Regions from separate parts of the Sus scrofa genome. Here all the other regions are linked to region 3. A link is a contact called in public Hi-C data. All regions are on one chromosome and are shown on one strand. Each heading gives the region's core, a stretch centred on a gene start, on an enhancer-like site or on the middle of the called end of the contact. The rest is flanking DNA. Distances are from core to core; before and after follow the strand shown.

Region 1 (6,734 bases), core at 3,536-6,035, 150 kb after region 3:
TCCCATCCTGAAGCCTAGAAGCGCAAGATCAAAGCATCCACAGGGTTTAATTCCTTTCAGGCCCCCTTCCTGGGCTTCTGGACGGTAGCCTTTGCCCTGTGTCTTCACAGCATCTTCTCTCTGTGGGTGTCTGTGTCTAACCTCCTTTTTTTTTTTTTTTCTTTTCTTTTCTTTTTTTCTAGGGCTGTACCCGCAGCATGTGGAAGTTCCCAGGCTAGGGGTCGAATCAGAGCTACAGCTGCCAGCCTACACCACAACCACAGAAACACCAGATTCGAGCTGCGTCTGTGACCTACACCACAGCTCATGGCAACACTGGATCCTTAATCTACTGAGCGAGGCCAGGGATGGAACCTGAAATCTCATGGGTATTTGCCGGATTCATTGCCCGCTGAGCCACAACAGGAACTCCCTAATCTCCTCTTCTTATCAGGGCACCAGCCAGATTGGATGAGGACCCACCATAAAGACCTCACGGTAACTTAAAGACCTCTTTAAGGACTGCCTCCTAGTACGGTCTGAAGTCCTGGGGTTAGGGCTCCAACGTGTGAATTATGGGGAACACGGCTCAGCCCAGAATGTACCTGATGACTGAGCACCTCCAAGGCCTTCCCCTCCCTCCATCCCTCTGCTCAGCTCTGGTCCTTACAGTATTGCCCCGCAGCGGGAACAAACTCTCCCCCACCCATCTCCCTGCCTCCCAGCCCCCAGGTCTCATCTCCCTAGTCCACCTGCCAAGCAGCCCCCGGTCGCCATGCTGCTCTTCTGTTTAAGAATCTTTGCTGCAACCCTGTTACTTGCAAGAGAAAAAGACTTGCAGCCCCCCACTCTGCCCCAGCTCTCTCTCCCCCACCCTCTGCCCTGCCCGCCCGGCACCCTGAATGGACACGTGAACGGGCTCTCAGGCAGAGGTCAGAAGCTGCTCTCTCCCTCTCGCGGGACCCATGTCTCCTCTCGTCCTTTACTTCTTTACCTGGGAAACCAAATGGCACCTCCTCCCTCTGCTCCTCCAAATTCTCCTTCCTGCCCTCAGCCCAGGCCAACCCTCACTCCATCCTCTGGGCACCCGAGTTCTTGATGCAGACCCGTCTCCAGCACAAAGCCCGAGGGAGGCTCTTTATGTGTCTGTCGCCCACCAACTCCAGCCTTCTCTGTGGTCACTATGCCCAGCACACGGAAGATACCCTTAGGTCCTGGATAAACGAAAGAATTGTTGAGTCAATGAGTGAACCTCCAGCCTGGGGGACCCTCTATCAGGGTAAACACAGAGCCTAGCAGAATGCTTATTTCAGCCTAACTTGTAGGCTCAGAAAATGAATCACTGTCTCTGAATTCTAAGAAATCCGCTATCAAAGCCCCTAACAGGAGATGGACACGTGCTCATTATGAAGCCGGCAGAGGAAGTTAACAAGCAGCATCCTCTGGTCTGAACAGGCCTCAAAGCCCTGGAACATTCTGTGGGGAGGCAGCTCCATCATTCACCCGCTGGCCACAGCATCCACTTGGGAGAATGCTGACCGGTGTGCTCCACCTGGATTTGGCAGGCCCGCGTGATTAGATGGGAAGGGCTCCTGCAGCTCAAGTGAGGAACCAGCGAGGGGAAGCCAGCCTCTGTCTGCTGGACGCAGCCAGCCGGCCGGGGAGAGAACACACGCTCTCATCAGCGGTGAGTCCTGGGTCACAGTCAGGGAGCAGGGACATTTCAGTTCCGTCTCAGAAGCAGGAAAGATTGGAAGAAGAGAGGAATTTTCTGAATAATAAAGAGTTCGCTTGTTGGCGTGGAATCTACTCCTCGACTTCTAGGAAAGAATCTCCGTGCTTCTAAGATGCACATCTTCTCCCTTAGAAAGTGGGATGAAGTCCAAAGCCTGAAGTTGCAAGGGGCTCGCATGTCTGCACGCCAAACCCCATCAGCATCCAGTCCACGCGCCTTCAGCTCTTCTCTGGGTTCAACGCAACCGTCCGCAAGGCTCACCTGTTCTGAAGGTGGACACGAGCCCCTGAAACAGCAGGTAGAGAAGCCGGCTCTTCGGGCCCCATTGTTGTTCCCAGCCCAGGTCACAGCCAGCCTGCATCTCAGCTTCCCAGGTGGGTTTACAGAGCCCAGCCTCAGGGAGATGCCAGCCCAGGATGCCCACACAGCTCCTGCCCAGCGAGCGGCAATGTTCTCGTTGATTCAGTCACTCAACAAACACTTCTTGGGCACCTACTCTGTGCCTGGCACCGTTCCAGGCAATGAGGAGATCCGTGAAAAAGTCAAACCCTGCTCTGTCTCTTTCCAGCTCCCCTTCCCCTGGTGTCCATTAACATGTGGGCTGAACGGCAGAGCCTCTTTCTTCTGCCTCCTTCATTCGCTCCACTTTCATCCCTTCCCCAGACTTGGAGGTGCTTCCAATAACCTATTTCCGGTCTTCTCTCTCCCTTGGGCAGTGAGCTAAACAGCTCAGCGGCACCCCCAAGAAAGATGCCCATGTCCCAATCCCTCTAACCTGTGGGTGTTTCCTGACCTGGCAGAAGGGACTTGGTGGGTGGCATTGTAAATTGATGCAACCTCTGTGGAAAACAGGATGGAGATTCCTCAGAAAACTAAACTTAGAACTCCCATTTGATCCAGCAATCCCATTCCTGGGCATCCATCCAGAGAAAACCACAACTCACAAAGACTCATGTACTCCAATGTTCACTGCAGCACTATTTGCAATAGCCGAGACATGGAAACAACCTAAATGTCCATCGACATAGGAGTGGAGAAAGAAGATGTGGCACGTATACTCAATGGAATATTACTCAGCCATTAAAAGGAATGAAATACCAGCATTTTTAGCAACATGGATGGACCTAGAAATTAACATGCTAAGTGAAGTCAGCCATACAATGAGGCACCAGCATCAAATGCTTTCACTGACATGTGGAATCTGAAAAAAGGATACAATGAACTTCCTTGCAGAACAGATGCTGACTCGCAGACGTTGAAAACCTTATGGTCTCCAGAGGAGACAGTTTGGGGGTTGGGGGGATGTGCTTGGGTTTTGGGATGGGAATCCTGTGAAATTGGATTTTTAGGACCATTATATAACTACAGATGTGATAAATTAATTTGAGTAATAAAAAAATAAAGAAGGGACTCGGTGGAAGTGATTAGAATGGAGAGATGGCTGCTGAGATGGGGAGATCCCCCTGGATTAATCTGGGTGGGCCCTAAACATAATCCCGAATGTTCTTGTAAGAAGAGGACAGAGGGACCTCTGACCACCGAGGGGAGAAGGCAGAGGGGTGACCAGCAGAGGTGGGAGTGCCGGCTTTGAAGGTGGCAGAAGGGGCGACGGCCGAGGAGTACAGGCGGCCTCTAGAAACCGAAAAGACAAAAGCTCTGCTTCTGCCCTAAAAGCCTCCAGAAGGAACCAGTCCTGCCAACACCTTGACTTCAGCCCAGGGAAACAGATTCCCGACTTGTGACTTCCTGGACCGGAAGCGAATCAGTGTGTGTTGTTTTGGTTTCGTCTGGTTTTGTTGGATTTTTTGCTTTTTAGGGCCGCGCCAGTGGCACATGGAGTTTCCTGGGCTAGGAGTCAAATACAAGCTGCAGCTGCAGGCCTACACCACAGCCATAGCAATGTCAGACCCTAACCCACTGAGCAAGGCCAGGGAGCAAACCCACATCCTCATGGATACTAGTTGGGTTCATTACCTGCTGAGCCACAATGGAAACTCCAAGTGTGTGTTCTTTTAACCCCCCAAGTTTGTGGAATTTATTCCTGCAGGTGTCGAAAACTAAGACAAACCTCTGCCCTCAGGTGGGGACTTCGTGGAGCCCTAACACCCAGGCTAAAGGCACAGGGCGGGCCAGCTAGTAGTTGGGCACAGCCGTAATAGGCATCAGTTCCCTCATGGGGCACATACGACAGGAGATGCCTGAGTGGGGTGTGGTGCCGATGCAGGGAATAGAGGGGACAAGAACAGCCCTGCAGCCCGGCCTTGCGCAACCCCTGCCACGAGGCTGCCTGCGTACCACCAGGCTCAGAGCCCTCGCTGTGATCCATCGAAGCCCCCTTAGCCTGAGAGCTCTCCCACGAAGAAAGTTCTTTCTCAGCGTCTAACGGGATTCCTTGGCTAGTACTTCTCCCAAGCAGTTCTGAGAAAGGGGGGTGCACTTGCCTCTCCTGCCTGGAGATGAGCTAATTCGGCATCTTCATCCCCCGTTTGACGGGGGCGTTACAGAGCCTGCAGCTGAACGGCGCCCCTGGACTTGAGGACCACACCTCCCAGATCCCTGGGCTCTCAGGCACGTTCAGACACATCTCTGTGGCGGGGCGGGAGGGGGGGTTCTCATTTTATTTTTTGTGTTAGAGTTGATGTCTAGTGTTGGGCCAATTTCTGCTGTACAGCAGAGCGACCCAGTCATACATGTATCTGCATTCTTTTTCTCATACTATCGTCCATCCCAAGAGACCGGATCGAGTTCCCTGTGCCGCACAGTAGGACCTCATTGCTGACCCTTCTCAGTGGAAGAGGTCGCACATTTTCTTCGCAGCGACGCAACTGATTTTCTTGAAGCCAAGTTAATTTTGCTGATGAAATTCCACCTTTTGAGATAAGATCCAGTTTTCCATCCTGACTATGCAACCAACACATTCGTAGACTTCTTAGCTGTATGTCATCAGAAAAGAATTTCTCGTGTGTGTGTGTGTAAGTAAAAAATTTAATCACATCCCTAGGCCCACGTAGGCCTGCACTGCCAAGGGCTGCTGGACACACCATTCAAACCTCCTGCAGTCAAATGCCTACCACCACCGTCATCTGTCCTCGAAGGCAGCTCCAGCTTCTGGCCAAGAAGGAAGTGGTTAATGCCCCCCTCGCCTGCGTCTCGCTGGATGCAGACAGCAGGCTTCTGGTGTGCACATTCCGTGAGCATTAGGGTACCAGGCGAAACCCTCCCAGACAGATTCCACAGAAGATTCATGGAAGCAAAGAGCATGCTAATCAGGCTGCTGGCCTCCAACAAAGACCAGCGAAGCCTCCCTTATCAGTCCTGGGGACGGCCGCGGGCCGCCCCTTATGCTCACTGGTCCCGCCAGCAGAAAACAGATCCTGGCAATTAGGGGCATGGCATTTCTTAGAGACGAAAAACAGCATCCCCAGAAAGCCAAGCTGGGGAGGACTGGGAGGGAACCGTCAAAAGGTAATTGGGGTGGACAGCCTCTGTGCATGCTCGCCAGCCCCGCAGCAAGGTACATTCCCGAGCCTCGGGTCTGCTCTGTGCTTCCCTCGTACCCTGGTCACAGCGCAGGCGTAAAGAGATGAGGGCAACTTTCTGTGGAGAACAGAGTAGGTTTCCCAAGCCAGCCCTGCCCCAGTCCCCCACGGCTCAGAAATAACCGCTAATACCGGTCTGTGTTTTCTTTTCTAGACTTTTCCAGATCTGAGCCTGTACACATAGGCAAGTGCCTTTGAAATACATATTTGGTGGGTTGGGGTTTTTTGCACATATATGACTCATGCGTCATGCACTGTGCTTTTTCCCGTCAGTAGTATGGGTTGGGTTTCCCATCCGGTCTGCCCATCTAAATTTAGCTTCTTCAAGGCAGCCAAGCCCTCTGCCACAGGGATGCACCTCAGAGCCATCTCACCATCCCTTCCAAGTTGAACGTTTGGGTTGTTTGCAACTTTTTTTTTTTTTGTCTTTTTAGGGCTGCACTCATGGCATATGGAGGTTCCTAGGCTAGGGGTCTAATCGGAGCTGTAGCTGCCAGCCTACACCACAGCCACAGCAATGCCAGATCCAAGCCACATCTGCGACCTACACCACAGTTCACAGCAACGCCGGATCCTTAACCCACTGAGCGAGGCCAGGAATCGAACCTGCATCCTCCTGGTTCCTAGTCAGATTTGTTTCCGCTGCACCATGACAGGAACTCCAATACCCGCCCCCCAATTCTATATGATGAAAGAAACCCTGATAGCAAAGTACGGTGCTTGGAAGTCGGGGCTTTGGGGCGGAAACAGGTCATGAGGGTGAAGCGCCCACAAATGGGATCAGCGCCCTTCTAGGAAGAGGGCAGATGATGGTACAATGAGAAGTCTGCCCTCCGCAACCCAGAAGTGGGTGCTGCCCAGAACCCAACTGTGCTGGCTCCCTGATTTCAGAATTCCAGCCCCCACCTCATGAGAAACCAGTTTCTGCTCTTTGTAAGCCAGCCAGTCTACGGTACTTTGTCACAGCCGCCCGACCTAAGACAACTGATGCCTTGATGAGAACAGAGCCTCACAGAGACACACAAGGAAAGAAGGCCTGTGATGATGGAGGCAGAGATCTACGTGCTGCTTTAAGCCCAGGAATCCCTAGGCTTCCGGCAACCACGGGAAGCTGGAAGAAGGCAGCTAGTCCCAGGAGGGCATCATCCCAGGAGGGCATCTCCCCTGCAGGTTTTAGGGTGGGCAGGGCCCTGCGCCGCCTCGACTGCAGGCTTCCAGGCTCTGGACCTGAGAGGTCATTCATTTTGCTGTGTTCAGCCGGCAGGTTTGTGGAACTTTGTTCTAGCAGCCTGGGAAACAGCGCTGCCATGCGTCCCTCCTTCCTCCTTTCCTTCTTCCCTCCCTCCCCAGCCAGAGGAGTCAGGGAGCCTGGTTACACAATACACCCCCCCCCACTCTTAGATTGATCCACACGCAGCTCTGCTACTCTCATGAGAGGCAGCCGGACCCAGACGCAGCTGCAGGGTTTGCAGAGCCCAGGG
Region 2 (6,650 bases), core at 3,942-6,441, 190 kb after region 3:
GAGAGGAGCAGCATGCCTCCACCGCCCGGCCCCCCGCCGGCCTGGGGTCTGGAAAGGGGCCCCTCTGCCGCTCGCCTCCCCCAGTGATGGAAGGGCGATACGCCGCTCATCTCTCCGGCGTCTTATTCATCACCCGAGTAACCTTGGCAACGACGGGGCAGCCGCAAGCAGCCTGACACATTCAGCCGCCTCCAAATGCTTTCCCCCGCGCTCACCCAGCCAGCCGGGGGCAAAGCCAGATTTAGAGGCCTCCACGTTTAGGGACCCCTGGGGTGGCGGGTTGGCCTGCCATGAACATGTCCTCTCACCGGCCAGAAGCCACTCCCTCCAGGACAGACACTGCCAGATGCTCAGGCACCTGGCTGGCGTTCCCCACAACTGCCTGCGGTATGTTTGCCATTTCCCATCACAGCCCTGGAAGACCCTTCCCAGCCAATCCCGTAGCCCCTCCCGTCCCGAATGAATCCCCCTCCCAAACATCCCCCGTTCCTCCCGCCTTCTCCCAGCCAGGCCAGGGGCACCTCCATCGCCTCTCGCTCCTGTTCAAGCCCACACGCCACGAGGTTGCATTCCCTGCATGCCAGGCAGCCAGCAAGCCACCTGGACAAAGTAGGAGCTCAGGGAATCCACAGTCAGTGAATCCACAGGGAACAGAGCGCCCCTGAGACCAGAAAGCTAAGGTTATCGATGGAAAAGGGAGCCCGGAAGAGACTGTTCTGAAACGCTCCCTGGGCTGAGATAAATATCACCCCTGTTTATGCCCCCTGAGGGTTTGTGGAGCCTCTTCTATGAGGGGCCCAGCTCTGGAGCATAACAGACCAGAATCCTGCGCCCAGGAGCTCGCCGGCCGACAGAGATGGGCCAGGAGGGCAGGAGGGCGGTGCTGGCCACCCCCGAGTCAGACGATGAGAGATTTCCACCCTAACAGCTAACGGGGACCCGGGGGTTGGTGATGGGGTCAGTGTCAGGGCGTGAGGAGGGTCACCGCATTGCTGAGGGCGTCAGGCTGGGCCTGGCCACGCAGGAGCCACCAAGGTCTTGAGCAAGGGCCTGGCCCTGGGGCAGAGGCAGGTGTGGAACAGGTGGGAGGCGGCTGGCGCCGGGATGCTGTGCAGAGAAGATAATGGCCAGGCTGCCCCGGGCACCAGATCAGACGCCGAGGGGCCCTCTGTGCCTCTGGGCTCTTCAGGACCCAGGCGACCTTCTTTTTGGCCTTTCTGCAGGTGGGACCTGTGTCCTTCCCTGGGTGGGATTTCACAGAGCAATTTGGCGCTGTCCCAGACAAGATCGCCAGCCCAGCATCTCGGGCTGCTGCACCCCTGGAAACTGAGGGAGACGGGCAAAGGGAGCAGCTGCCTCAAGGCTGCAGCGAATAACAACTCTCGCCACGCTCCCCGCTCCCAGAGACTACGCAGCAGGAACCAGGCTCTGTCTCCTGCACTACTTGGCCCAGTGCAATTTACACGCAGGTGTCCACACTGCCTCTCAAGGTCATCGGGCAACTGCGTAGCATTGGGGTTTGCTTCATTTCTTACCAACCCTGTGGCAAATCTCTGGAGCCTTCCAGGAAGGCTTCAGCCCAGGCTCGGGGTCAGGGGCTCCCCTGCTAGGGCAGAGAGCAGGATGGGGTGCGGTCTGTCCTCCAGTGTCGAGCAAACAGAATGAGTCCACTCACTGGCACTGCGACCCCTCTTGTTTTATGCATGTAAAGAACGCCACTGAATCATTAGAGAACTTTGAAAAAATAGTAGAGAAAGAAAGAGAGAGAGAAAAAAATCCAAACCCTAATTCAGATACGGGCCACTTGTCTCTCAAGTCCTCAGACACACTTCACCTTGACACAGGGGCAGCCTCGTCCACTTTAAGTTTCCGGGGCGATAAAATGAACCCCACGTCCAGAAACCCGATCTGTCCTATTGTGCGCAGCAGCCCAAAGGGGGACGGCGGGGGGGGCGAGGTTGGACCCCAAAGGGCAGATCCCACAATCCCCCTCGGCACAAAGGCTGCTGTCTGGGTGGACCAGGTGTAACCAGAGCCCCAATTCCCACGCAGCTTAGGGCCTGGACGAGGCAGTGGGAGGTCAGCCAGCCTAGGACAGCCACTCACCACCGGCTTCACACAATGGGGTTCCCAGGAGCACACGACACAATCTTAAGACTTAACACTGAGCGAGGAACCCACAGAGGCTTCTGTTACAATAAGGACACTGGAAGAGGCCAGCTACCTGGCTGGCAGAGCCCTGACCGTGCAGTCCCCATGCCGCCCACTCCTTCGTCATCCGTCCCTTGGCCAAGAGCAGCCTAAGGCCACCTGAAGTCGTCTCAGCCCCTCCACCCTGTGAACGCTCCGAACAAACAAGCAACAACAACAAACGGGGCACAGCAAAATTTTCCCTATAAAAACATGCAATTCTCTCATCACTTCAATCAAGAAGCAACAATGGGGTTTTTTCCCCCCAATTCTAAACTAATACATTCTTATGTAACCAAACCATCAGGTGTTTGAAATCAGAGACACCCCCCCACACCCCTTTTCTCATTTCTTTCTTTTTCTGCTTGCTCGCTTTTACTTTCATAAAACATATGGGTCCCAAAGCTACAATTTTCTGGGCTTTAAAATCGCTGGACATGACACACGATCTTTGGTTGCTTTCAACGTTCCACCTACACACATGCAATCTGAAGGGAAGGCTTTTTCTAACACTGTTTTTGAGTCTAAGTAAAACCAAGTTCCTGGATGAAAAAGACACATGCTTTTCTAGCCTCAAATTCTATTCGTGTTCTGCAAAAGCGCTGCGAACAATCTCAAGTCATGACACCTTTTCAGGCTATTCCTGCTCCTGGGTTCTTCTCAGCGTTCGGAGAATGACTCTCTTTCAGTCTCAGGTTTGAGTAACTTCAACCAACTTCCCTCGTGTCTCCTGAAAAACGGGAGCCTCTCTGCCCAGAGGGATCACACAAAAAGCCACTGTTCCTGATTAAGTAGGTTTTTTTGTGTCTTTTTTTTGTTTGTTTTTTCCCCCATCCAGAAAGCCTATACTTTGCCTGTTCTGGACCTGATTAGAAACGATAATACCTTCTCGAGTCTCTCAAGACTTGCTGTTAATCTGGGATAACCTCACCACCGAGGTCCTGGCCCAGGTACGCGCAGGCAGGCTGTCTGGGCTGGACTTTCTGGAACTTTCCTAAAACAGTGACTTCCATGCACAGCCCCCCCCCAAAAAAAATCAGATGGGCAGTAAAATACAGGCATTCCTCCGTTTTCTTTTGCTTTTTCACCCCGATCCAGGGCAGTGCTCCTCCCCCTCCATCTCCAGGAGGGGGGGACACGAGGCCGGCCCAGGCAGCTGAATGCACAGGGCAGTGTTTATGGCAGAGGCTGGGGGAAAAAGAGCAAATTGTTTCCAAGCGAGAGCTCCCATGTGCAGCTCTGCTTTAGAAAAAGGCTTTGCATCTGGAGAAACTCAAGGGCTGCTGAAAGAAGGGCCAGCAGTTTATCCGTTTAAAATCTATGGAAAGTTAAGCACAGACACCGGCAGCCTCCACTTGCCGTTTGAGGCAAGCCTATTCGATCTCCTCTTTTCCCTGGAATAAATAAAGGGACACAAAGGCAGCCTCTGCGCCTTTAAAAGGAAAGGAAAAAGTTGCCACATTGAGACTTTGCAGGGCCAAGTTTCAGGGGGTGTCAAGGCATCGAATACCTTCAAAGGGCTATAAACCATTTCAGGGGGCTTCTCCTTCTTCTGGGAAATGTAATTATCCTGGGGTGAGCAAGTGAAGTGAAAGGAAAGCAAGAAAGAGAGACAAGAAAAGAAAGAAAGGAAGGAAGGAAAAAAGGAAGGAAGGAAGGAAAGAGAAAGAGAGAAAGAAGGAAAGAGAGAAAGAAAGGAAGAAAGAAAGAAGGAAGGAAGGAAGGAAGGAAGGAAGGAAAGAAAGAAAGAAAGAAAGAAAGAAAGAAAGAAAGAAAAGAGAGAAGGAAAGAAAGAAAGAAAGAAAAGAGAGAAGGAAAGAAAGAAGAAAGAAAAAGAGAGACAGAAAGGAAGAAAGAGAAAGAAAGAAAGGAAGAAAGAGAAAGAAAGAAAGAGAGGGCAAGGGAGCCGGGCAGTCTGACTTTTACCACTTCTCATTCTGCCTGTAACTTGCAGGTCTTGGCTATAACCACCCCTGCCTGACCTCACTCCAAAGGCTTTCCCCGCAGTTACTGCCTGAATCTCCATGCACAAAAACTGAACAAAAGTCCTGTTTTATTTCAAGTGTATCATTCCATTGCAACATCCTAGACTTGTGCATGTGCCTTTTTTTCCCCACATGAAGCTGGACTTAACACCTTCTGAGAGAATAATAAATACACAAATTAGACGAGGAAGGATGCAGTCAGGAGACAAACGGGCCAAGCTGTATTTAACATTCACCCTTATAGCTTCCGGATTTACAGGCTCTGGTAATCCCTCCAAAGCACTGAATTCAAACACATCCTGAGCCCGCAAAGATTCTCGGCACCGTTTTCTTCTTCGTTGAAGAAGATGCCTCTTCATAAAGGGTCCGTCTTTCTGGAATCACACACTCACTGCCAATTCTGCTTCCCCATTGATACACCAGGAGTGAAACAGGTAAGCAGCGGTGCCAAGCTGACCCCCTTGCCAACTTTGAGCAAGCTGAATGGACCGTCTGCGTTCTTGTGAAGTGATCTGCCGGCAGGAGCTTAAATACCCACGGCAGCAAACAAATCCCCAATTCCTGAATTCAACAAATACACCGGGTGGGGGGCGGGGGGGGGGCTTCCACTTCAGAAAACTGCCCTTTTTCCTCTCTGCAGCCAAGGCGAAGCCGCACATTAGCAGCCGCACTTTGCAATGCAGCCATGCAGCTTGCAGCCCCTGCTTTCAGAAACCAGACCTGCAGACTCCCAAGCACCCATCACCACTACGAATAAACGAGACCCCTGAAAAAGAGCGCTTAGCTTAAGAGCAGAAGCCCTGCCCGTCGTCCTCCCTCCCTTTCTAAGCAGGGCTGCCGACCCAGCTCAGTCTCCTTACCTCCCGGCTGGGCTCGGCGTAGGGCTCCCCTTCCCAGCTCCCTGCGATCACTGCCTTAGAGCTGAGCAGTTTGGAGGAAGTGCGAGCTGTTGGGCTGCAGACTTGCGTTATATACACTGCAGGGAGGCGGCCTCTAGATGGCAGCTTTGTAACCCACATCTCCTCCCTCCCTCCCTCAGCCACCCCCCTCTCGGTGCACACACACAGGCGCGCACGCACACACACATGCTCGCATGCACGCACACACTTGCACACGCGTGCGCACACACGCCTCCTGCAAACCCCCATCTGTCCTTTCTGGCAGAGCTCTCCCACGCAAGCACACTCTTGGGAAACCCCAGCCACGTTCATTTGCAAAGTCTAATGAAGCTACAAGGTCCAGACCCCAGGGGGGAAATGTGTCAGCAGCAGAAAAAAAAAAAAAAAAAAAAAAGAATGGCAAAGAAACCCTAGTGCTTTGCAAAATCATCAAATATTTATCTGGGAGCAGGTATCTCTTGAATAATCCCATTAGCACCAAGAATTCCTTTGAATGCCTCTCAGCTTCAGGGGAAGACTTTGTTCCCAAGACAAATTGCTCTGAACTTCTGAACTTTGGTGTTGCTTTATTAAACCTGGGTTTTGTTAATTTCTCCAAAACAGAATTAACAGTTTTTGTTCTGAGAAATGAATGAATACCACATCCTGTACCCCCAAAGTGGGGGAAAGAGTCTTTGGGATTGATTTTATTTAAATCTTTCATTTGTGAAGGACTTTAGGTCCAACGGCCTTGCAAATCTAATGAAACTGATGTTCGGAAGCCCCGACCCCGCGCCAGGCACACAATGGAAGTATCACAGGGGTCTTCTGATAATGTCTTTTTCGGAGGTGAGATTAACACCTTTATTATTATTTTTACTGAAACCTACCTTCTTATCTAGAAGTTCTAATTATTATTGAAATCTATGTTCTTCTCTAAAGTTCTGTCCATGGAAGAACCTGACCTAAAAAAAAAAAAAAACTGTTTCATATGACATTCACCGCCTGGGCCCTAGATAAATAATCCACCCTAAAAGGGCGACCTAAACTTTCACTTTTACAACGTCCTTGCTGAGCTCTTCCCCCAGAGTCATGTGCGGTGGTGTGGCTTTTGTTCTGCTTTCTGCTTCTCGCGGAGTTAGTTCCATGGCTCAAGTCACTAGTGGGCTGGCAGCCCCGGCAGGCGGGCTGCTCCCACGCTCTCCGCGGCTGAAACGTGTTGCGGTTCTTATTACACTTCCACGAAAAATACCAGCAGACGGCCAAATGCTGAGTCTGGAGGATTGGAAGGTCAAACTCCCCAGCAGCCAGAAGGCCTGGTGTGGCGAAAGCGCTTCACAAAAGAAAGGTTTTGCTTAGATGAAACTTCAGGGAGCTCAATGGAATCACCGCAGGATGGGAGCTAAGCGCACCCCTGCGCCCGGACGCCCTCCGTGGGCGTCTGCGCATCCTGTCCCTGCCGACAGGGTCGCTGTCCTTAAGAACTGGCACGAATCTTCTTCCTGTCGCCTGGGTACCCAAAGCTCCATTTTCGAGCTCCCAGAGTGAAAGGCGCTGTAAGCTTCTGCTCAAATGTAAGGAGGCTCTAAGACCAGCT
Region 3 (6,803 bases), core at 3,236-5,735:
TGCTGGGAAAGAGGCCATAAATTGAGACTGGTGATGGGGGTGGGGGGACAGAGGCAAGGAATTTTCTCGAAATAGTACTGACTTCCCAGAAGTGGCTGCTTCTGAGTGAGTGGATGGGGGCTCTGGAGGGCAGCCCAGGGCTAGCAATGTTCCCAGGGGCAGATGGTGTCCCCCCCCCCCCGAAATGTGAATCAGTGGAAAAGAAGGACATTTCGGTGAAGGAAGGATGTTCGGTTCACTCTCATGTGCTGAGCTGTGCTGTCGGTGGCCACCTAAGCCACCTCGAATCCAGGTGCAGCTTGAGAGCCATCCAGCATGGAGATTCAGATTTGAACAAAGACACACGGTGGATGCTGTGAGAACAGAAAGAGGGTGGAGGGAGAGGGAACCAGGCCAAGACAACACACCCGCCAAGACAGAACCGGGAGCGCCCAGTGTTTTCTGTGGGGACCATTTTCCTACAGTGTGAATAGAAAAATAGTCTCAGAATGCTCACGAAGATGAACCTTGAAATGAGAGCCTCAGTTCTAGATAGAAATTCTGTGTTGATAGAAACATAATACGAACGGGGGAGAACATGCAACTTGCCACAATTTAGTAATAATTAAGGCCAGGGGAGTCTGGTCACCGTTACAGCCAAAGAACAAAAGAATGTTAGACTGTGTGTGTGTGTGGTGTGTGCGTGTGGTATGTGTGGTGTGTGTGTGTGTGTATGTGGTTTGTATGTGTGTGTGTGTGTGTGTGCTGTGTATATATGTGTGCTGTGTGTGTGTGTGGTGTGCACGGACGTGTGGAATGATGTACGGTGACAGATAACAAGCAGGGCCCTGTTCTCCTTATGCCACAGGGCGGCCAAAAAAAAAAAAGTATGACAAGCGACAGAAGGAAAAAAACAGATACATTAGACCCTATCAAAAAATTTTAAAAACGTCTGCATATCAAAGGACACAGTCAACAGCATGAAAAGTCAGCTGATGGAATGGAGAGAGCATTTGCAAACCACATGTCTGATAGGGATTAATATCCAGAATATATAAAGGGCTCCAATAACTCACCGACAAAAAAACAAGCAACCTGATTACAAATGGGGAAAGGACTTGAATAGACATATCTCCAAAGAAAAGATGTCAATGACCAATAAACACACGACAAGATGCTCAATATCATTCATCCTTAGGGAAAAATGTAAATTAAAACCACAATGAGATATCACCTTATGCCCATGTGCATACCCCCATCAAGACGCAAAAAACAAGCGCTGGTGATCACGGGGGGAAGCTGGAAGCCCTGTGCACGCTCAGTGGGAATGTAAAATGGTTCAGGCACTTTGGAAAATAGAGGTTCCTTCAAAAACTAAAAGTAGAACTACCCTATGATCCAGTAATTCCGTTTCTGGGTATATGCGCCTCAAAGAATTAAAAGCAGACGCTCCCAAAGATAGTAACCCTAACCCTGAACCTAACCCTGAACCTAACCCTGACCCTGTGCTCACGGCAGCACTATTCACGGTGGCCAAAGCGGAGAATCGACACGCGTGCCCATCAGCAGATGCGTGAATAAGCAAAATGCGGTCCATCCATTTTCCGGCTTTTAAAAGGAAGGCAGTGCTGACCCAGGCGACAGCATGGACGAATCTCGAGGAAGCGATGCTCGTGAAAGAAACACATCACAAAAGGACAAATCCTGCAGGACTCCCTCATACCAGGTCTCTAGAGGAGTCAGATTCATAGAGGCACGAAGGAGATGGTGGTGACCAGGGGCTGGAGGCGCAGAGGCGGGGAGTCGGAGATTAATCGGGACAGAATTTCAGCTGGGGGACCAACTCGTTGGGGAGGTGGATGGTGGTGATGGTTACACAACACTGCGAATGTACTGGGCACAACTGAAACGTACCCTTAAAAGTGACTAAGGTGGTAAATTGCAAGTTATGTGTGCTTTACCACAATTAAACATTTTTAAATTTCTATTCATGTGTGATGGGTCTTCAGCTTTTCCCTTTGCCTGTTAGCAGCCTTTCTGTACCCAGGTCTCTGGGTCAACACGGAAAGGCATGATCTCAGGGAACAGCAGCTCCGAGCCGCTCCTAAAGCGGAGGGTCGTGTTTATGGCCACGGGCAGGGGTCTTCAAGGACGGGGGCAGGGGTCTTCCAGGGACGGAGGCAGAGATCAACAGTTTCTTTCTAAGTGACACATCCCACCTTCATAATTTGTAAAGTCGCTCTTGAGTGAAGCCTCCTAAACCTTGGCTTCTTCCAAAACTATATTCACCAGGTCAAGTGGACGATGGCTCCATGTTTCAAGTAGAAAAACATGGACTTGGCTTTTCTGTGACTAGAGGTGGGCATCACCAGGTCCCAGAGCAAAATGTCCCCATGCATTTGTCCCCTGGGACTGGCTCCATGAGTCTCGGTGCTTGCCACAGGGGCAAGCACTGGATTCGGGGTTGACCAGGTGACTCACAGAGTAGTAATGACACAGAGCAAGGGTCTATTCACGCCCAGGGGACAGCCCCTGGTCTCAGTCTCCCTTGCCCAGGCCTATCTAAGGTGACCACTGCCACACCCAGCCACTCTCTGAAGGCCCTTTCCCTGCAAGGTGCCCTCGGGCCTGCAGTCCCTGCTTCTCTCAGCTCCCAAGGGACCCTGTCTGGGGGTGTCCAACTCTGCTGCACAGAACACACATGTGCTGAGCCAGGTTCATCCGTCAGATGTAGAAAGACATGGCTGTGGTTAGTGGTGACCACATCCACCAAAGAGACATGCTTCGCTTCGAAGAGAAAAGGGATGTCGAGTTTCTGCGATGCTGGGCAGCTGCCAACGACGGCAGGGAGCAGAAATCTTTCAGAACAGGCCGCCCCAGTGGGGCCTGTGGGGACGGGGGGTGGGAGGGAGAGCAGAGAGTCATTTCTTTGTTATTTATTTTGGTACCACGCAAATTTGTTAAAGCGAGCATGCGTCAATTCAGAAAATAACGAAACGCACTCCCACCGCCAAAGGTGTAAAACTCCCAGGCGTGGGTACCCGTCCCCGGGGCATCTTAGGGGTCACAGGACAGGGCTCCGTGAATCTGAGTGTCAGATGTCTTGTGAACAGATGTTCACATCAACGAAATAATATTTGTCCTGGCAACGCAGCTCAGGATCGACACGATTACTGATCAAAAAGAAGCAGTATCAAGTAGGCGAATGTGTAATGGGTTTATTTGAGGTAAAATGCTGAAAAACAGCTTATTTCTGAGTGGGAAGCCCAAACTTCTCTTGAATATCAATAAGAGAGAAGAAAAAGTAAAAAACAATCAGTTCTTGAAGGACTCCAGAGAGAAGTGTGTCCTGGCCTCAGCAGCCCCCGAGCTGACTCAGGCTTCTGGTAGGAAACCAAAATCGTTCAACCTGCAAGGGGCCCACAGAAGGTGATTACCCAGTGGGGCAGTCCTCCTGCCCTAGGCCCAGGGTTCACCAGGAAGGTCATGGCTCCAGGGCACGTGCCAAATTCCCATGTGCATGGAGCAAGGGAAAGACACATTCAGGAGTAAAGAACCAAGGTCAAATGTTCTTCATCTGTTTTTTTTTTTTTTTTTCTTTTTTGGCCACACTCGCAGTATGCACAGGGTTCCAACCCAAGCCACAGCCGTGCCAGCCCTGCATCCTAAGGCCACAAGGGAACTCCGAATGGTTTTTCATCTTAAGGTGGCGTGTGTGCGTTCTGTAAGGAGGGCGCCAGCAGACAACGAAGGACCGAATTTGGGGGAAATAACAGCCCCTCCCCACAGGCCTTTGGTGAATGATTAATTCACATTGGCCAGGCACGAATCGCAGCAGAAAGATTTGCAAGGGTCACAGACACGGAAGGGCTCTGCTGGCCCTCCTCGAGGGCCAGTAAATGGAGACCACTGGCCATCCCCCTCCTCCTGGGGCAAAGAGTCCACGAAACCCATCATATCAAGATCCCCATCAAAGATGCCGAAACAATCACCATTTACCCACAGCCACAGGCCAAACCTGCGGCCAGTGACAGCCGCCCTCGTCTGTGGAGATCTGTGGGGGGACAGGGAGATAGGGGGGAGGCTGGCCACCTCACGTGCCCTCATGTTCAAAGCTGGCTTCTGGGAATTCCCTTCTGGCACATTGGGTTAAGGATCACTGCAGCAGCTCGGGTCTCTGCTGTAGTATGGGTTCAATCCCTGGTCCGGGAACTTCCAGATGCCACAGGCATGGTCAGAAAAGCCAAGCAAACCACCAACCAACAAAACACTGAAAAAGAAACCCGGTGAAATGTCTGCCCGAGAAGGATAACAAATACATACTGTTCTCAAGAGTGAAATAAATCCCTGAAATGAAATTTCATCTTTGTAAATGAAGCATTTGCTATGAAATAAGAAAAAAAAAATTAAATTCTGAGTTCAAAAGAATCCAAAAATATCTGAAATTCTTTCCGAAAATGTTAAGATTCTTCCTGTGTTGACTCACTTTCCTCTCAATAGTTATTTTCTCCATCACTGGGAGCAGACATGACACACTCTCTTTGAAAAGCCTTCTTTTTACTTAGTATAGTTCCAAGCAGAAAGTTTGGGGTTTTCTTTTTTGGAAATATAACTGTTTTCCTAGTATTTTTGTCAAGAGTATATCAGGATGCCAGGAACCCTCGAATTAAAGAAAACAAACAAAAAAAGGACAACAGCTTTGCCTGAGGCTTGCATGTTGCTACAGCTGCTCTCTCAAAATGCCTTGTAACTCTTGTTTTCCAGACAAGGAAAGCACAACAAAGCATCTTTTAAAAATCCTAGGACCTTCCTCTCCCATAACATAGCTGCTGTGTTAATAGGATTTTGTTGGATTACCAGAAAACCACAAGTTGAAACAATTATTTAGACAACGTACATGCTCAGATGCATTACCGTTCATCCACACAGGGGGAGCCGTTAAAATATAGCTATTAAAAATTATGTTTACAGGACTTCCTGTCATGGCACAGTGGTTAACAAATCTGACTGGGAACCGTGAGGTGGCGGGTTCGATCCCTCGCCTTGCTCAGTGGGTTAAGGATCCGGTGTGGCCGTGAGCTGTGGTGTAGGTTGCAGATGTGGCTCAGATCCTGCGTTGCTGTGGCTCTGGTGTAGGCCGGGGACTATAGCTCCAATTGGACCCCTAGCCTGGGAACCTCCATATGCCGTGAGAGCGGCCCTAGAAATGGCAAAAAGACAGAAAAAAAAAAAAGAAATTATGTTTACAGAGAATTTTTAATATTGGAAAGATGTTCACCCTCTGAGGTCACATGAAGGTGTAGGCTGTAGAAGGGCACACGGAAATCGCAGCGTTCTGGGAAATTGTTCGTTTATTTGTGACTGAGCTACAGCATACTGAGCACCTGCTAAATGCCAGCCAGCAGATAACCCTCAATATACTTGATCTCAGTTTCGCTTTACAAAACCTCCACAAGGTTGATGCTGTCCCCATTTCAGAGATGAGACAACAGAGCCCCGCTCCTCGGCCTGGTGAAAGCCTGAGCGCTCACCCTCACCAGGCGAAGGTGGGGTTCCCAGACCGGCAGCAGTCTCGTGACCTGAAGCCCAGCGTAGCCGCACCCTAGAACTTCAGATTCATATGGATTCTTCCGCAATTCTCCCGTGGTGCATATGCACATTGACCTTCAACAGACACTTCTCCCAGTTCCCCTGTGGCTCATCGGGTCGAGGACGTGGTGCTGCCACCGCGGGGGGTTTTGTCGCTGCTGTGGCTTGGGTTCGATCCCTGGCCCGGGAACTTCCATACGCCACAGGTGTGGCCAACCAACCAACAAATGCTGTTCTAAACCACTGCTTGAAGGATAAAAAGGTGGAGAAAATGCCTCAAAATGTTAACAGTGATTAACTGTGATTTTACAAGTGATTTTCATTTTCTTATTTACACTCTTCTGTGTTTTCCAAATCGCTTCAAGGAGAACATATTTCATCCATAATGAGAAAAATATTGAAATGAGCTTTCCATTTTCACGCGTTGCTACAATAGAACATAGATCTATTACATCGTCAGTCGCAAAGACCTAAATTAGAACCAACCCCTGCCCTTCTATCACCACCAAACTCCAGATTTATGAAGCGCAGTCGCGCGTTTTGATGTAAGCAAGAAAGGGAAAGTCTGCACTGGGGACAATGCCATCCAGCGGGATGTCATCAGCTAGAGCTACTCCAAGAATGACGGTTTCGGCTCTGCCTGGGCCGCCTGGTGGTCCAGCAGGGGCCCCCGTGACGGAGCCAGATGCAGAGAGAGCAGCAAGGGTCAGGGTGCACTCGCCGGTGGGCTGTCCCCTCGCCGGTGGCTGCAGAGGAGCGTGGCTGAGACTGGAGGGACGAGGAGAGGTGTGTCCAGAGCATGCGCCAGTGAGCAGCGCTGAGGATGGGCGATGGCACACAGCCCTTGGAGAAGGATGCAGGATTCTTTGAAGATGAAAGTACTGCCGCAGCCCCCATCGGAAGCCCATCCATCTGCGGCTGGGACCCAGTGCCCGCATCCCTTCCCACCCTCTCCCTGGAATCATCCAGTCCTTACACGCATGACAATGGGTTAGCGGTGACTGAGCAAAATAAACACAACCCGGTCCAACTGCAGGCAGCCCTGGCCCTGCCTCTTCTCTGCAGCCGTTTCAAAATCATCAAAGCCGCTCTAGAGAGCATCAGGGATTCTTCAGCGCTTTCTAAGGGTCCTTTGTTTGGGCTGCTGACTCATCTCTGACTTTCTCCACTGGAGCAGCTGGTGCATATACTAATCCCCTGAGTCTCTGACACTTTAACTGGCTTTGAATAGCCAC
Region 4 (6,753 bases), core at 3,360-5,859, 240 kb before region 3:
CCGTCTAGCCGTCTCTATCCCCCGGGATCTGATGTTCACAAGTCATTGGGGAGCAGAGCTCATGGTGCGTGGGAACCATCAGAGAGGCACAGGGGCATGGTAGAGCTTTGGAGACAGCGGCAGACGAGACACAGAGGGACCGGCCGAGAAACAAAGACCTTCTCCTTTCTGTAAAACAGTGAGCAGAGAGGGGCAGGCGCTCCGTCATCCGAGGGAGTTGGACTGGAGTGGCGACTCTGAAGACCAACAACCCACGTGCACCCAGCCTGAATCCCGGGGTGCCCTCAAGGACAACCTGTTGATGCCACTGGTTCCACAGAAACCGGGACCAGCTCTCAGAGGACAGCCAGTGAGAAAACAGGGACATCAGTCCTCCAGCCACCAGGAAGTGAATCCTGCCAACACCTAAATGAGCTGGAAATGGACCCCACCCACCCCAGGCCCCCGTACTTAGCTGCCAGCATATAGCCTTTAGTCTGCAAAGATCTGGACTGAACTTCTGACCAGCAGAACAACAGATCACACATTTGTGGGGTTAAGCCACTAAGCCTGCGGTAAGAAAACCAATACAGGGATAAAGAAGAAAAGCACCTGTGGCCCTTGGCTCCGGGTCCGAGCCCTGTGGCAGGAGGGCTCTGGGCAGAGCGAGATGGAACAATTTCTGGCTGGGATGCTGGTCAGCACACATGGCGTCTTGGAGGACAGGACACTTTACTTGTCCAGTTCTGGAAGGAGCACAGCCTGGCTGCAGTGTGGAATGCGGGGGACAGGCCCCCCGACACTTGGGCCCTCCAGTCTGTCTAGATTGTTCTCCCAGAGGGCCCCCCCCACTGACCTTCTGCCCTGGTGACGGGGGTGCTGCCCGCATGGCTCCAAAGCAGAGGCATCAATGAGGAGAGCCCATGTGAGATGCCCAGGGTCCAGAGATGCCCAGAGATGCCCACATACACCCAAGAGTCTTGGCGGGAATGCTCAGTCCTGCTTCCGTTTGAGGGGGCTGCAAGCCCATAGGATTTGAGCATTTATGACAAAGTGAACTCATCTGACAGGTTGATAATGTCCAGGAAATTCAAGGTAAGTACATTTTAAACCTCCGGAGCCTGTTTCCTCATCTGTAAATGGGGAAAGGATCGCTACCCCAAAGCACTGTTGGGGGGGGGGTGTCTCATACATGATGAGCCAGGTGTCCTGCCTGGAGCTGGGCCAACCTCCTGGGCCCATATTGAGGTCGCCTTTGCCAGGCCGCCTTGCCTGCCCCTGCCTGCAGGATGGGTCTGAATGTGGAAGGAAGATGGAATTTCCTGGGGGGTGCTGGCTTTGAGTCACAATAGGCCATGAGGTGGGGCAGGGCGAGTGCTGTGTAGGACAATGACCTCAAGTGTGGTGGCAACTCAAGGAAGCAGAGTGGCCTGGGGGCACAGTGCTGGTGACAGGACACTTGTGCTCTGGTCCAGAGCCATGTCTGGTCTTAACTCCAGAAAGTGGGAGGAGTCTCTTGGGGCGGGTCTGGGCTGGGCCTGAGCCCTCAGGTGGGAGGGTGAGAGGAAGCTGTCCAGGTGTGGGTGGGGAGTCGCGTCCCCAGGTCTAGGCGCTTCTGTTACGTTCTTGGGCCTATTCAAGAGATGAACCACAAGGTGGCGCTCGCCTCAAAAGGATTCTAGTCCAGTCAAGGCTTCATCACAAATAATCTTTTTATTAACTCGATTTACAAATGCAACAATACAAACAAAAGGAATTTGAGGCTCTCTCGGGCATTCTTTCCTTCGTCTCCTTTTCCAGTATTTCCGGCTTGATGCAGACAACCTACTCCTGCATTGTCCCAGGGTCGCGTTCAAAAAAGGGGAGCCTGCTCCTGAACTTGGCCGGGAGAGAAAAGTCCCATCTACAAAGTGACCTGAGAACACCCATGAAACCACACAACGGCCTTTCACGATTTCCTGGATGGAGAAACAGTATCTTCCCAGAGGATGTACTGAGTCCCGCAGGGCAGCCTTCGAGGTGTGAATTTTAGGATTTTGTCCTAGGCCAGAAATTCTAGGGATCGGGTGCAGTTTGATTTTGTGCAGCATTATTCTAGCTCTACACAGTTACACATTTTTGCTTTTCCGTACCACCCACCCCAACCTCCTTTGCTTTCACGACCCTGGAGGATGAGCAGCCCCCTTTGGCCGCCAGAGCTGTATGCTGCGCATGCCCAGTGCGTTGCCTGGGGATCCGAGGTGGGGCCAGGGGAATGACTGGACTCCTGAGAGAGCAGCTACTCCGCACGGGCAACCCAGACTTGCGAAACTTCGGAAACGCATGTGTTTAGTGTCCTTGCAGAGAGATCCCAGAGAAGCATATCTTTGTAACACCTTGTCCTCTCTGCGGTCTTGGTGCATTGTGTGTGTGTGTGTGTGTGTGTATGTGTGTCAATAAGGCATCAGTTTCAACTGTTGTCCAAAATACCCTCACTGAATTCTGCCTGCCTCTCACGCCAAGGGCAGGGCCCAGGTGGCATCGTTGTGTGATTGATGAGCTTTGATCCCGGACCGTCCAATCTGGGCACCGTGATCCCTCCTAGAAAGTGTAGTTGTCGGAGGACTCAGCCCCACATCTGCCCAGGGCAGAACTAATGGGCCACCGATGCGAATATCCGTAGACATAAGCCAGGGCTGAAGAATTACCCGGTGGTACAACTGTGTTGAAGGTCACTTGTGATGGTGAGAGGAAGAAATGGGAATTTCTGTAAAGGGAATTCTTGCAGTGACATCTGCTAAAATCAGGATATATGTATTTTGATGGGACTATATACCTACAATTTTTTTTTTTTTGTCTTTTTAGGGCCACGCCCTTGGCATATGGAGGTTCCCAGGCTAGGGGTCGTACTGGAGCCACAGCTGCCAGCCTACACCACAGCCACAGGGATGCAGGATCTGAGCCATGTCTGCAACCTACACCACAGCTCACAGCAATGCTGGATCCTTAACCCATTGAGCAAGACCAGGGATTGAACCCACATCCTCATGGACACTAGTCTGGTTCGTTAATCGCTGAGCCACGATGGGAACTCCTATACCTATAATTTAATGTGAGGTCTGCTTCAACCCCCAACCATGGAGAGATGAATTTACATGTATCAGAAAATGAGCATCATGCATTTGTTAAATAGACAATACTGAAAAATGCCCAATGGCATTGAATAATGTTTTGAAACAAAAACCAGGATTAAAACAGTGAATTCCCTCAAACCAGGATGCTGAGGACCTATGAAGGGGAGGCCAGAGTCTCATGGCAGAGCGGATCTGTGCTTAAGTCATGCTAAAAGCTTCCTATTAAAAAAGCAGTGTGATGGGGGATGATGGCATGGCCCTAAAAAAACTAAACAACAACAAAAAATTATAGGTATATAGTCCCATCAAAATACATATATCCTGATTTTAGCAGATGTCACTGCAAGAATTCCCTTTACAGAAATTCCCATTTCTTCCTCTCACCATCGCAAGTATGTGTATACACACACACACACACACGCACTTTGCTGTACAGGAGAAATTGGCACAATATTGTAAATCAACTATAATAAAAAATAGACAAAACCCAGTGAATTCACACTATAAAAACATGCTTTATAAAAATATTACTAGTTATCCCTGCTTGATGGGATTATAGATGATTTTTAGTTTTTATTTCTTTTTAAAAAATAAACATGCTGCATTTGGTACTTTAAAAATAGTTTCAAGAACACCAACTAAGAGGTAAGGGTTTCCTATCTGTCAAAATAGCTGGTTTTCACCTGTGATGCAGTAGGGTCGCTCTCCTGGGGCCACGGGGTGGCTTTGGGCCGCCTCCTTATGGCTGCAGCATCCCCTGGGATCAAGTTGATAAGGGAACCTCACCTGGCAGTGCGCCCTCACCTGGGGACTGGGCCCCGCCCCGCCTATAGGCCCCGCCGTCACCTAGCCCGCCCCCCCAGGCCAGCGACTCTGGCAGAGCTGCGAGTGCCCACCGATTTGACATCTTCCAGGAATGGAACTAAAATTGGTGCAGACCAAGAAGCATGCCTGCGTGCCTGCGCTGACAGCCGTCACCAGGGCCCTCCTGGCAGGGGCTGGACCAGGCTTCCTGTGACCTCCCCTGGAGCCTGCCGGGGTGCGCCTTCAGCCACGCCGGTGGTGTCTGCTCCTCCTGCCTGCCCAGTCCCCAGCAGACCCTCCCTCTACAGCCCACCCAGCCCAGAAGGCACGCAGGTTCTCCCTGGTTCCAGTCCAGCTCAACACAGATGCCTCTGACCTCCCTGCCGGTGCGGTTAATTAAGAGGTGTCTGCGGAGCCATGAGACCCAGGCCTAAGCCGCCTCAGGAATGCAGCCCCACCGACTAAATTCCTCTCCGGTCACGTGACACGGCGAGGTTCTATAAACAAAGACCCTAATCTGTTAACGACTCTTTGGGGTTCTAATATGATCTCCTTGCCAGTTATCTAGGTTCTTAGAAAATAAATTATTTCATCTCTTAAGGTTCTGGGCCCTTTCTTTTCTGGCCGTAGGGGAAACTTGGCAAGGCAAGCCTTGGCTGACCACCCTCATGTCATCCCAGGCCACTGCAGCCAGCCTCCTGCACCCTGACTCATAGAGTAAAAATCCGTTTCTCGGTATGATTTTGCTGCTTCCTAAGATGACCTAGCATGGCTTAGTCGGAGACTGGCCTTCCTTTGACCAGTCTTTTGATCTCTCTGTAGTCCATGAACCTTACATATTCCAGCTGCTGTCATTACTTCTGAAAAAGGAAAATCAGGTAGTTAGAAGATCACCTCCATAAATAACTGTGAGACTCCAGCTATCTGGATTTATTTTTCTTTGTATTTCTTCTTTTCTTTTTTGTGCAGCATTTGGAGCTCCCAGGCCAGGGATCAGATCCAAGCCGCAGTTGTGACTTATGCTCCAGCTGCACAACGCAGGGTCCTTAATCCACTGCCCCGGTCTGGGGATTGAACCTGAGTCCCAGTGCTCCAGAGACACCGCAGATCCCATTGCACCCCAGTGGGAACTCCTCCCTGGGTTTATTCTTCAACATTACTTAATATTGTTGGGCGCCTGTCTTCTGGCTAAGACTGGGGTGAGACATCAATTAAATTCCTATTTTAGGGGCTAGAGATAGATTTTTAAGAACATTTCTCAGCTGATTATATATACTCACTACTAGAACGACAATAATTTACAGACACACAGTCTGGCAAGCTCACGGGGTCGGGACAGTGAGTCACAGCACTGAGCTATGATGCCCCCACCACTCCCTCCATATGCAGCCTGTCCATAGGCCCGGCCATCGTCTGGGTGTCGCTCTGGCCTGTGCTCCTCTACTCTTCTTATCCCCACGTTCCCTTCTGAGTTTTCCAATCGCCTGTCACCTCCAGGCTGCATCCTGCCCTTTCAGGAGGGGTGACTGGTCCCTGGGCATCTTCAAGGGAAAGCATCTGGACGTCAACCCATGCTCTAGCTCCTTGGCATCGTCACGTGAACAAGGGCATCTTTGCTAACGATAATTTGCATTATCCTCGCAACATCTCTACTTTACTCCCTGGTACGGAAGATTTTAACAGTGAAAGAAACAAAACAGTGCTTGGGAAGAAAATGCGATTCTTCCTCTTAATGTTCCCAGGGAGAGGGAGTGTGTCTTCCTTTCTCCTCTGTGCACCTGACTGTTCTAGTTAATTCCGGGGAACAAAGGCTCAGGTGTATACATTTACGTGAATAGTGATGTAGGCTCTATGGCTATACAGACACTTAGAGGATTGCATTCAGTAGAAATACAATGTCAGCCACACATGGAATTTTATGTTTTCTAGTAGCCATAGGGAAAAAAAAACAAAAAAACAAAACAGGCACAGCAGGTTGAGGACCTGACATTGTCTCTGTAAGGATGCAGGTTCGATTCCTGGCCTCGCTCAGTGGGTTAAGGATTGGCCGTTGCCATCAGCTGTGGGGCATAGGTCACAGATGCAACTTGGATCCAGTGGTGCTGTGGCTGTAGTGTAGGCTCCAGCTGCAGCTCAGATTTCAGCCCTGGCTGGGAAATTTCCATATGCTGTAGTTGTGGCTGTGAAAAGGTAAAAAAGGAAAAAATATACATTACTGTATATAAAATAGATAACCAGTAAGGACCTGCAGTATAGCACAGGGTGCTCTAATCAATATTTTGTAATAACCTATATGGGAAAAGAATCTGAAAAAGAACGGATATAAGTGTATGTATAACTGATTCACTTTGCTGTACACCTAAAACTAACACAACACTGTAAATCAATTACATTCCAATAAAATTTAAAAAAATTAAAAATAGGAGTTCCCACCATGGCTCAGTGGTTAATAAATCTGACTAGCATCCATGAGGATGCAGATTCAACCCTGACCTTGCGCAGTGGGTTAAAGATCCAGTGTTGCCATGAACTGTGGTGTAGGTCACAGACACAGCTCGGATCCTGTGTTGCTGTGGCTGTAGGTAGGCCAGCAGCTATAGCTCTGATTCGACCCCTAGCCTGGGAACATCCATATGCCGTGGGTGCAGCCCTAAAAAGCAAAAAAATAAACATACACAAACAAATAAATAAAAATAGGAGTTCTTGTCGTGGCTCAGGGGAAACGAATCTGACCAGTATCCATGAGGATGCAGGTTCAATCCTTGACCTGGCTCAGTGGGTTGAGTATCCTGCATTGCTGTGGCTGTGGTGTCGGCCAGCAGCCATAGCTCCGATTGGACCCCTAGCCTCGGAAACT

The links. A called contact is a pair of places that touch in the nucleus more often than the background predicts.
Region 1: a contact with region 3 is called in a Hi-C map of embryonic fibroblasts, with 1.8 times the contacts expected there. The contact joins two enhancer-like sites. A contact is called at or near these places in 2 of 47 Hi-C or Micro-C datasets (embryonic fibroblasts and mesenchymal stem cells) and 1 of 2 datasets of contacts at active chromatin or transcription factors (skeletal muscle).
Region 2: a contact with region 3 is called in a Hi-C map of embryonic fibroblasts, with 2.2 times the contacts expected there. The contact joins the promoter of ACKR3 here to the enhancer-like site in region 3. A contact is called at or near these places in 1 of 5 promoter capture datasets (fetal skeletal muscle), 2 of 47 Hi-C or Micro-C datasets (brain and embryonic fibroblasts) and 1 of 2 datasets of contacts at active chromatin or transcription factors (skeletal muscle).
Region 4: a Hi-C map of embryonic fibroblasts shows a contact between it and region 3, with 2.1 times the contacts expected there. The contact joins two enhancer-like sites. A contact is called at or near these places in 2 of 47 Hi-C or Micro-C datasets (embryonic fibroblasts and subcutaneous adipose tissue).

Annotation. Positions count from the first base shown.
Region 1 is chr15:136,413,717-136,420,450 of Sscrofa11.1, reverse strand. All of the region lies in intron 1 of LOC106506422 (a long non-coding RNA gene), which reads right to left. Among named protein-coding and RNA genes, the nearest start is that of ACKR3, 47 kb to the right of the region's middle. Within about 2 kb of position 4,785, at least 4 of the 83 cell types and tissues checked have an H3K27ac peak or open chromatin away from gene starts, as enhancers often do. A contact at or near this core is called in embryonic fibroblasts, where this site is marked.
Region 2 is chr15:136,368,998-136,375,647 of Sscrofa11.1, reverse strand. ACKR3 (atypical chemokine receptor 3) reads right to left here and starts at 5,191. Exons shown (of 2, transcript XM_003133759.4): 1 at 5,036-5,191.
Region 3 is chr15:136,561,358-136,568,160 of Sscrofa11.1, reverse strand. No RefSeq gene overlaps it. Among named protein-coding and RNA genes, the nearest start is that of ACKR3, 190 kb to the right of the region's middle. Within about 2 kb of position 4,485, at least 6 of the 83 cell types and tissues checked have an H3K27ac peak or open chromatin away from gene starts, as enhancers often do. A contact at or near this core is called in embryonic fibroblasts, where this site is marked.
Region 4 is chr15:136,802,842-136,809,594 of Sscrofa11.1, reverse strand. No RefSeq gene overlaps it. Among named protein-coding and RNA genes, the nearest start is that of COPS8, 22 kb to the left of the region's middle. Within about 2 kb of position 4,609, at least 11 of the 83 cell types and tissues checked have an H3K27ac peak or open chromatin away from gene starts, as enhancers often do. A contact at or near this core is called in embryonic fibroblasts, where this site is marked.